Regions from separate parts of the Mus musculus genome. Here region 2 is linked to region 1. The links are chromatin contacts, called in public HiChIP or PLAC-seq maps. All regions are on one chromosome and are shown on one strand. The core of a region is the stretch at or near the end of the contact, and the rest is flanking DNA. Distances in the headings are between cores, read along the strand shown. Region 1 overlaps Hhat (hedgehog acyltransferase). Region 2 holds the start of Syt14 (synaptotagmin XIV).

Region 1 (5,351 bases), core at 1,452-3,951:
ATAACCAACACAGAAGGCAATAACAAAGCAAGCCTGAAAGGGGCTGGGCTAAGAGATCTGGTATCCCTGGAGGAAGGCAGTGACTCAGTAGTTTTGTGAGTGACAAGGACTTGGTCAAGTGCCATCTGACACACTGGAAGCTTTGATGTAAGGACACTGGGAGACAGATTCAATCCTTGGCAACCTGCAGAGCGAGGCACTCAAGTCCTATCACCAAAGTCCCCTCAGTGGCCCCTCTCACCCTCAGCAAGCTCCCTAGGCAAGGCCACCTGTTCAAGGACAGGATCCCTTGCCTCCCCCACCCACATGGTAGAATAAGCTCTCTAAAGTCACCAACCCACTTGCAAACAAATCCTCAATTGCAACAGTTAGTACTTGCCTTTTCACCCAGCCCTTGTCCTGTGAGAGGTTGATGCATTGCATGAACCATGTAAAGGAAAAGGCCCACTTAACAACTGCTGCTGTGTCAAGCTCTCATTATTACAACCGCTGCTGTGTCATGCTCTCATAGACCCAGATTATTAATGGCTGTGCCTGCAGGGCTAACAGGGGAAAGTGAAAGCGTGGGGCAAGCGTGTTCGCTACAGCTGTATCCTACTCTGGAGACAACTGCTACATAATAACAAAGAAATGAGAGGTGGCAAGTCAGACAGAAACTCTGCACCAGGAAAGCTGTTTTTAGATCCCCGGGTGTTAGCACTCGTTTACAAAGACATTAGCAACAGTTCACTGACAGCTAAAGAAGGGGAAGTAGGTGACCTGAAACCTCAAATCTACAGAAGGCAGAAGTCCATTTATGCAAATGTCAGTAACAGGCAACTTCTGCAGAAAGGCATGCTTGCAGACTATTGGGTCAGCAGGATCCCACATGGCTACTTTCATTAGAAAGTGATTATCACAGAAAACAGAAAAGCTGCCAAACTTTGTTCTTTGAGAAAGAAAATAAATCTGCTAAATGGATAAATCTGAACAATTTCTTAAGACAGGGACATAAGGTACATGCAGTATTTGACTCTGGAGTGTGGTCGACACATCCGAAAAGCTCAGGAACCTTGAAAAATATTATCATCACACTGCCTTAAAAAGACAAAGGTAAATATGCTAATAGCCCAGAAACACTTGGGAACTTTTCGAGGAATCTTGCTTCGAAGGGAACTTGGGTAGCCACAAGCTTGCAAGAGAGTGAAAGCAAGCGACAGAGACTTCAGGCACCAGTTACATGGTTTACAAGAAAGGAAGGGGCCCATGGTATACGAAAGAGTCTCGGTGCCATGTTGGAATCTCCAAGGATAAAACCGAGGTCTGACCAGGCACACTCAGAAACTGATTGTCTTTTCAATTCAGAGAAAAGAGGTTGATAAAATACCATGGCCAGGGAAGGTACACAGCAGAAGTCACTGTGGTTGCTCCTGAAAACTTTATTCCCTTAAAATAAAAATATCATTAGCAGGTCAAAAAGAGAAAATCATCTCTCGTCTGATGAGGTACTGCAAGGGAACACAACCCAACACTCATTATTGGTAGTGTTTTTTTTTTATGTCTTTGTGCGTGTGTGCGTGTGTGTGTGTGTGTGTGTGTGTGTGTGTGTGTACACGAGAGTGTATATATTTGTATGTAGAGATCAGAGGACAACCTTGGTTGATGTCCCTCAGGGACACTGTCCACCTTATGTTTTGAAACAAGGTCTCTCACTGGACTGGAACTTGTCAAACAGGTTAGACTAGTGGACCAGCAATCCCTGGGTATCTGCCTGTCTATATCTCCACCCACCTACCCGACTCCTCCACCCTCCACCTCAGTCCCTCACACCACCCCCACCCCTAACCCCCACCTAAGATTACAAACCTTCAGCTTTTTAAAAATGAATTATTTATTTATGTATTTGTTTATTTTGCCACTGAACTCATGAGGATGGTCTGCAGTTCAAGGTCATCCTGGGCTATATAGAAGAACCCTGTCTCAAAACCACAAAAACCAGACGGAGGTGTGTCTCACTTGGTATACTCACTTGGTACTCATTTGGTATTTGTGTATCATTTGGTTGGCTCAGTCCATATCAAGCCCTGGGCTCAGTCCCCAGAAAAAGAAAGAGAAACTAGGCATGGTGAAACGTATCTGTCATCCAGCACTAGGGAGGTGACAACTGGAAGATGGGGAGCTCCAAGCCGTACATAGCAAGTTTGGGGCCATTCAGGGCTGCACAAGACCCTGGTTCAAACAGACAAAATATATATATATATTTTTTAGAGTGTGTGTGTGTGTGTGTGTGTAACTACATGAGTTTATGTGTACCATGAGCATGCAGGTGCCCTTGAAGGCCAGAAGAGGTCTTTGGATCCCTGGAACTGGAGTTACAGACAGTTGCAGGGCACCAGATACGGTTGCTAGGAACCAAAGCAGGGTCTTATGATAGAGCAACAAAAACTTTTAACCCCTGGGGCCTTGCACCAGCCAATAATTTTTTTGAAACCTGAAATACATCAGTATAGTTCCAGTTTACAATTTCCATTCTGGAATCCTGAGAAAAGTCAGTCAGATACAGCGCAATGATACAAACACATTGCTTAGGAAACGAATGAGCTAACACTTCAACCCATGAAGCTGGTACAAAAAGGAACTACCCAAGCCCGAGGAACAACAAAGACAGAAATGATCCGTTCAGACATCGATGAGCTGGGAAGCGTGACAGAACAACGGAGTGCTCTAACAAAGCCGAAAGCTGAGATTCACAGGCGCTCCGGCACAGCTGATCAAAGAAAGGAAAAGACACTGTCGAGGGGCGTGTGGGAAAATGGAACAAGAGAGGTAGGGAAAGAGAGACAGAAATAAATATACAGTAAGGTGAGGGGCGGGGCCAGGAATGAGGGAGAACAGTAGAAGTAAAACTGTTTAATTCTCAGAGATGGGAAAGATAAAGGAGACACAAACATAAAATCACACAGCGAGATACGCTGCACCGAAGCACTCCACAAAACAGACAGATTCCCAGAACACCACAAACCCTCAAAGTGGACACAAGAACCAGAAAGCCTACGCATGAACAGCAAGCAGGGAACAGTCAGAAGACAGGCGCTTCCACAGTGTCTGCCTGCCACCAACAGTTGTTGCTAGTGACAACTGGTGACTCTCGTCTTCAGAACGTCTTACATTACACTGACACAGCCACAAACACAGATGGCCTCTTTTAGGGAAAGGCATTAACTCAAGGCTCATTAAGCAAGCCTTCAGACGCATGGTAGGCCAGGCATGGTGTAGCATAGAGATGAAGCCGGAAGATTACCATGGATTTGAAGCCAGTTTGTGCTATACAGTGAGACTTTGTCCAAAAACAAAGAAAAAACTCTGGGTGATGCATGGTAAGGATTATTTTTTTTCTCCTGTCTGGGTAAGTGCTCCCACCTCCCCTGAGTCACACGATGCAAAGCTGAACAGCTGGGCAGTTCTTTACAAAAATAAAACACGTGCCACAGGACCCAGCAATGACATTGCTTAGTACACAGGTAAGGTAAAAAGCTGTCGTATAAAAGCCTGCACACAACTGTTTCTACAGGCTTTGCATGCAGCTGCCAACACTTGGAAGTGGCTACAATGCCTTCAGTGGTGGATGGATGACTCGAATGCAGTGTGTGCAGTCAGCAGGATACTGCCCCTCGCTCAGAATTGTAACCTAACACACACAAACACCCAGGCTCAATCCCCAGCACTGCATTAACTGGAAGTGGTAGCCCTCATCCGATCCCAACACTCAGGAGGTGGAAGCATAAACATCACAAGTTCAAGGTCAGCCTCAGCTACATAAAAAATTCAAAGACAGCCTAACCCTATGTGTGACCTGTCTCCAAGAGAAGGGAAGACAAGGCGGGAGAGAAAGATGAGCTGATGAGCTATGAAAAACACATCGCAGCCCCCTCGATGCTTCTCCCTAGAGGAAAGAAGCCATGCTAAAAAGGTATAGACCACAAAACTCCAGCTATACAACATTCTAGGAAAAGCAGAACATTGTGACAGTAAAAAGGACCAGGGGTTTGTGGGTAAGAAGAAAGACAAGCTGGCAGGACAGAGCCTTTTGAGGGGACGAACTGCTGTGTCATACTCTAATTATGGACGTATGTCAGTACACACTTTTCAAATCAACAAAGTATGTACTACCCCGGTTGGAGCTCTGATGTGAGCTGAGGACATTGGCCAACAATGCTGTGCTAAACAGACTGCACTGGACAAACCCACCCCCGAGGTGCTGGACATGAACAGAAAGTGGCGCGTCCTGAACTCAGATGTTAGGAAGCTTCTATGCACCACTCAGCTTTACCCCTAACCTAAAACTACGACAAAGCCAAAACCTTCCCAGAGGAGAAAAGTTTCACGCAAGAATGAGTTATAAAAAATGGCAGTTATTATTTTTAAATCACAAAACTCCGAGAGAGAGAGCTTATCATATAGTGGAAGCTGAGGGAGACAGACAGCCATCTATGGAAAAGACTGGCTTGATGATAAAATGCAGCCATGTAGGGAAGACACTAGCTGGCTGACAAAAATCTATCTTTGCTTTCTTCTGCTCCAATAGCATGCCTTGGTGTGCTAGGTAAATGGATCCCCACCAAGACAACCTCCCCAAGTGCCTCCCTCAGCCTCTGTGGCTCCAGGGAGAACTGATTGTGAGCAAATATGATGAAAGTGACTTTGGTTGTGTGTTAGAAAGGAGACAGTAACCCCCTTTCTCTTCCATCTTTCCTGCTGGGCAAAAACCTCACAGGAGGCAGGACCACTTCAGAGGACCTCTGAGGCTCTGGCCGAAGAACAACATCTCATGCTGTCTAGACTCCAGGGACCTGGTTATCATGGGTACGGTAATTCTGCTGTGAGGCCTGTCTTCTGAGCGATACTCTCACTACATTGAGACAAAGAGTCCGTGAGACAAGAGGAAAGGACCCAGAGTGAAGCCAGACTCAGAGCCCCTTCTACACTGACTCTGAAAACTCAAGGTTTCAGAAAAGAGGGAAGTTACCTGGTCAGTTCCCACCAAAGTTCTCAGCTCCTCTGAATGGCCAACATGGTGACTGGCAGCAAGATTAACCCTGGAGAGCTGCAGGGATAGCATACGCTGCCCAGAACCTATTTGCTATTGTATTTTATTATGGTCCTAGGATGCAAGCCAGGGCCTGACAGGTACTAAACTACTAAGCTACAACCCTATCGCCTGCCTTTGCCGTTGTAAATATCAACTTTCCTCACATTCCCCTCTGCTGTAAGGGAAAAGTCTAGAGGCTGGAGAGATGGCTCTGTGGTCAAGAGCACTGGCTGCTCATCCAGAAGACCTGGGTTCGATTCTCAGCACCTGCATGGCAGCTCAC
Region 2 (5,351 bases), core at 1,791-4,290, 280 kb after region 1:
GAAGAGAGAGAGAAAGAAAGAGGGAGGAGAGAAGGGAGGTAGGGAAGAAGGGAAGGAGGAAGAAAGGAAGGAAGGAAGGAAGGAAGGAAGGAAGGAAGGAAGGAAAGAAAGAAAGAAAGGAAGGAAGGAAGGAAGGAAGGAAGGAAGGAAGGAAGAAAGAAAGGAAGAAAGGAAGGAAGGTCGGACAGAAAGTAAATTGTTGGTACTAAACTCAAGCCTAAACCATTGAACAGAGCAACTAAAAATATGCCAAACTACTACAAAGACCTATTCTCAATTCACAACACAATTAGTTTTGCAAAGGACTGCAGACATAGCTAGAGAGCGAGTAATCCAAGTAAAACAGTGTATAGTTTTTGGTTGAATACAATCTCATTTGAACCCACAAGAAGTTACAGAAAAAAGGTCATTCTAATAGTAAGCTACATTTATAAAATTACGCAAGGTTATAACAGCTTCAATATACAAGTGGAATAAAATTGTCCATCACTATATTTCAATTTTTAAAGCAAAGGAGCATATGGTTGTTGTCTTCAAATGGAAGAGATCTTACACACACACACACACACACAGACTGTATTTAAATTATTGTTTTAGAAAAGAAAAATAGGATGGAGTTAGAGTAAAGTTGCTGAATAGCAGATTTGACAATACAGAACTTCATCCCAAATATAAAGACCTTAAGGGTATAACATTTATTATCTCAAAATTAAGTTTGAAGTCAGCACCACTGAATGTTTTTACACAAAGGAAGCATGCATGGCCTATTTCTTGGTGTATACACTATACTGCAACCATGCTCACAATTATCTGTTCCACCAAAACATAAATTCTAACAGAGAGGATCCCACAAAGTCTATTTCAGAATATTGTCTATTCCTGATATACAACAAATGTTCATTGAGTTAAAAGGTGAATGAACTGTATATAAATTATTTCTACTAAGTAACTATGTCATTCTTTATCAATTAGCGTTATGACCACCAAGCAGGTCTTCAAAGAAACATTGGCTTATGGTATTACCACACTGAGTAATTAAGATTCTACTCAAAGGTGAGGAAAGTAGGGATGGTATATATAAACAGAATCTATTTTAGTAAGTGCTAAGAAGCATAGTTAGACTGACTTAACCTTTATTTGAAATATATTAACTACATTTTCCTTGGCAAACCAGAGAAAGCCTAAGTGTTGATATTTGTATCTTGAAAACCTTTTTAAAAAATCTATAGGTATAATAATAAGCTGGGGGTATAGTTCAGTGGTACTTCCTGGCATGTACCATGCTATCAAAACTAAAACAAAACAAAAGAAAACAAAAAGCATACAGAGAATCTTTAGAAAACCCAATTATTTAAAGATACAAAACACTGAGCAAAATGCTCTAACATTTGGCTGCCAGGAGAAGGTATGTATGCCTAAAGAAAACTTGGACAATAAGAAATTACAAATTATGAGATCATATTTGAATCCTAACTGGGTTAATCCTTCATCATCTGCTTAAAATTATATTTGTATGACTTTACAAGAAATCCTTCCACAAAGTTGTTGACAAAATAAAGCATTCTACGTCAACCAGTGAATTTCACTCCCTAATTCCAGCTCTAATAAACAGTACTGAGAAGAATAAGGGTTGAACATGCTGTTCTGAACATCAACGATTACAGGTAGATTTTATTCTCCATCATCTTAGCAAATCATGTCAATGTGTCCCGTACTTAATCTCTAAATTGAAGTAAACATGAAACACACAGCTGAGTTAATTCTGGAGTTTGGTGGCTGGATCCTAAAGAAGCCCCCAGGCGTGTATACTAACAGAGACCAGTCACCTAAGGGAATTACTGTGCGAGGGGGAACACATTAAATGTAGGCAAGTAATGATTCAGCTACAGGTACTCTGTACAGGTCACGCAGGGAAGTTTTGGAAATCCTTTTTTTTGTACTGAGCTCATCTAAAATGGAAAACAAGATGCTGTAAGCATCACACCTGTGTGATACTAACTGCACAATATGCTCCTTAAAAGCAAGGCAAATTCCACTCCACTCCAACTCCATGCTCTCAGAATAAGAGGAAAATACACATCGGTACCACTTACCTTACCCAATTCGAATCAAGCTACTTGTGAAACATTTCTGTTGCCAATCTTCTGGGTGCGTTTGTCATAAATAGGCATTTGCCTCTCCCCGGAAAAAAGCAATTGTGAGGGTCAGATAAGAGGGTTGACCTCACGAAGATGTCCTGGCCCCCCTATACCCGTCAACCGAAGGGGACAGCGTGGTTATCATCGGCCCAGAAAGCCCGACAGGAGCAGCAGGATGAGCGGATCCCACAAGGGCAGCCTCCCGCTGCCGAACAGCACGGCGCTTCTCAATACCTCAGAGCCTCATTCACCTCAGCATCTCGGTATCTCAGCGCCCTAGTACCTGAGCATCTCACTCAGTACCTCAGCGCCTTAGTAACTGAGTCTCCTCAGTGCCTCAGAACCTCAGCGCCTCATTTACCTCAGAGACTCAGCACCTCAGTGTCTAAGTACCTAAGTCTCCTCTGTGCCTCAGAACCTCAGCGCCTCATTATCACCTCAGAGACTGAGCGAGTTGGCGTCTAAGTACCTCAGCGCCTTAGTACCTGAGCATCTCACTCAGTACTTCAGAGCCTTAGTACCTGAGCATCTCACTCAGTACTTCAGAGCCTTAGTGCCTGAGCATCTCACTCGGTACCTCAGCGCCCAAAGTGTGTAGGCCAGTGCTCGCGAGGGCCGCACGCCGCGCCTAGGCCGGTGTCCCGCATTAGCTTCCCTTACAGTCCGGACCCGCAACCCGCACCTCGGCCTCCTGGGCCCTGCGCTCGCTCGCGGGGCGTCTTCTCCGCGCATCGCTTGCCTTCCACTTACCTTCGATCGCCATGATGCGCTCGCCATGGACCGCACCAACCACGCAGGGAGAGCGGGGGTAAGTGCTGGAGCTTGCTCTTCTTAGGCCTCGGGCCAGAGGGGCGGGAACGCCCCGGGGCCAGGCAGCTGGGCCTCCAGGAGCTGGGGCGGGGCGGCGGGGTGGGGTCGAAGCTCCGGAGCAGGCGGCGCAGGAAGCGGAACCTTCCACGGTCGCGCACCGTCGGCACGTGACACCGCCCCGCCCCCGGCCCCTCTAGGCCCCGCCCCTCGCAACAACTATAGTTTGGCCCACAACCTCGACTTAACCCATTCCCATCTACCTTCCCAGGCCCCGCCCCCGAAATATCCACAACCCCGCCTACCACCCTGACCCGCCACGCCCGCCTCTTGCTGGCCACGCCCTCACCTCCCCCAACCCCCTCTCCCCCAGCCAGTGCAGGGTCTCAGGCGGGCGTTCCCAACAGGTGCAGACAGAGCAGAGAGCAGCCTCAGCAGCCAGCCTTCACCAGGCTTCCAGAGCGGCTGGACAAGCGGTCAGGACCACGGACAGGTCTCCGCACCCAGGAGGTGCCAGATTCCCTCTCAGCGAAGATCTATTCAGTTTGGTTTGGTTTGCCTGAACACTCACCTCAGATTTCAGCCAGCCAGTAGAGACAGCTTCGTGGCACAGCAAACCAGAAAGAGGGATCGTGAGGATAGTCTCTGTCTCTCCCTCCTTCCCTCTCTCTCTTCAGCCTCATTTCTAATGTGACCCAACTCCACAGGAGCCTGATGCCTCCTTGGAGGAACGAGTTCCCCATTTGTCTATGCATTGCAAGCACACATTTGAAGCCACACAATTGTAGGTGTTGCACAGACGTCTTGACAAAGGGCCTGAAATGCATGTCATGTACCCATTTTTAAGTTTGCAAGCCCTTGAGCATGTGAACACCCAAAAGCCAACCCCGAGCAAACTAGCTACCTAATCAGCCCCTCTCCACTGTTTATCCCGCTTCGTTTGGGTACTTTAAAGGCCGGATGGAGGAGCCTAGAAGGATAGGGGATTAGTGATTCTTCCTTGTGGAGAAGATGGTCACTCCTAGAACAGGTGGCTATATTAAGGACAGAAACAAAGAAGAAAATATTTTCCACTTATTATGTGAGGTTGGACTGTAATCTAGAGCAGAAACTGCCTTTCATTGCTTTTATATAACTTCTCCCTCAGTCGATTGATGCTCAATAGGCATCGATTCTTTAACATTTTTTTTCTACATTTGCTTATTTATTGGGGCAGGACCTTCGTGTGAAGGTTAAAAGACAGTTTGCAGAAGTTTGTTCTCATCACCATATGACCTCCAGGGATCAAAATCAGGTTGTCAGCCAGGCTTGGTAGCAAACATCTTTACCTTCTGAGACTTTTCCCTGACCCTGTTCTTTAATGTTTTGACTAGTCCAGTGAATATCTGTTGATCTAGGCATCATATAGAGAACTGGCTGCAGGGGTAGAGGAGATGGATCAGTTGATAAAGTGCTTGTTGCACAAGCATGAGAGCTTGAGCTCAATCCACACCTTTTTTTTTTTTTAAGTAGCATGCTTGTTATCCTAACTCTGTAGAACTGAGATAGGCAGATCCTTGAAGTTCATTGTTAAGCCAGTGTAGACTAACTGATGAACTCCAAGATCAATGAAAAAGCCTGTCTCAAAAAATAAAAAATAAAAAAGGGGGATGGGTGAGACTGGAGAAATGTCTCAACCGTGAAGATCACTTGCTGTTTTTGCAGAGGACCTGGGCTCAGCTCCCAGCATCCACATGGGAGCTTACAACTGTTGTAACTCCAATTCTAGGGGATCTGACATCCTCTTCCAGCCTCCATAGACACCGGTCATGCATAAAATAAAATAAATAGGCAAAGAAGAGAGCTAGCCGGGCAGTGGTGGCACACACCTTTAATCTCAGCACTTGGGAGGCAGGGGCAGGCAAATTTCTGAGTTTGAGGCCAGCCTGATCTACAGAGTGAGTTCCAGGACAGCCAGGGCTATACAGAGAAACCTTGTCTCGAAAAAACCGAGAGAGAGAGAGAGAGAGAGAGAGAGAGAGAGAGAGAGAGAGAGACACTGAGGAAAACATTCAGCATGTCTATCTTACAGATACAGATGCATGCATGCACCTATCCATACATGAACGCACACACATGCATAGAAACACACACCAAAAACATATATCTACAAACAGGAATTGTTATTGAAGGATCAAACTAAATGACTGTTCTTATAAAATACCTATAGGTTAGTCTAAAGCGCTCTCTCATTCTCTCTCTCATTCTCTCTCTCATTCTCTCTCTCTCTCTCTCTCTCTCTCTCTCTCTCTCTCTCTTTCTCTCTCGGGGGAATACCATCAATATGCTTGGGATCCAGATACAATAATAAGGTTTTCTCCAGGACACTGTACTTAAAACAGACTTGAACTTCAGGACATGAAATTT

Evidence for each region. HiChIP or PLAC-seq counts read pairs in DNA pulled down with a chosen protein or histone mark.
Region 2: an H3K4me3 HiChIP or PLAC-seq map of embryonic forebrain shows a contact between it and region 1, with 4 times the contacts expected there. The contact joins the promoter of Syt14 here to the enhancer-like site in region 1. A contact is called at or near these places in 6 of 39 promoter capture datasets (cranial neural crest, embryonic stem cells, frontonasal cranial neural crest and 1 more), 4 of 484 Hi-C or Micro-C datasets (embryonic stem cells and nephron progenitors) and 9 of 115 datasets of contacts at active chromatin or transcription factors (embryonic forebrain, embryonic stem cells, epiblast stem cells and 1 more).

What each region holds. Positions count from the first base shown.
Region 1 is chr1:192,752,725-192,758,075 of GRCm38.p6, forward strand. The region is part of intron 2 of Hhat (hedgehog acyltransferase); the gene reads right to left. Among named protein-coding and RNA genes, the nearest start is that of Gm22265, 9.8 kb to the left of the region's middle. Within about 2 kb of position 2,702, at least 56 of the 459 cell types and tissues checked have an H3K27ac peak or open chromatin away from gene starts, as enhancers often do. A contact at or near this core is called in embryonic forebrain and nephron progenitors, where this site is marked.
Region 2 is chr1:193,032,735-193,038,085 of GRCm38.p6, forward strand. Syt14 (synaptotagmin XIV) reads right to left here and starts at 3,041. Exons shown (of 8, transcript NM_181546.3): 1 at 2,889-3,041. The coding sequence starts at 2,901.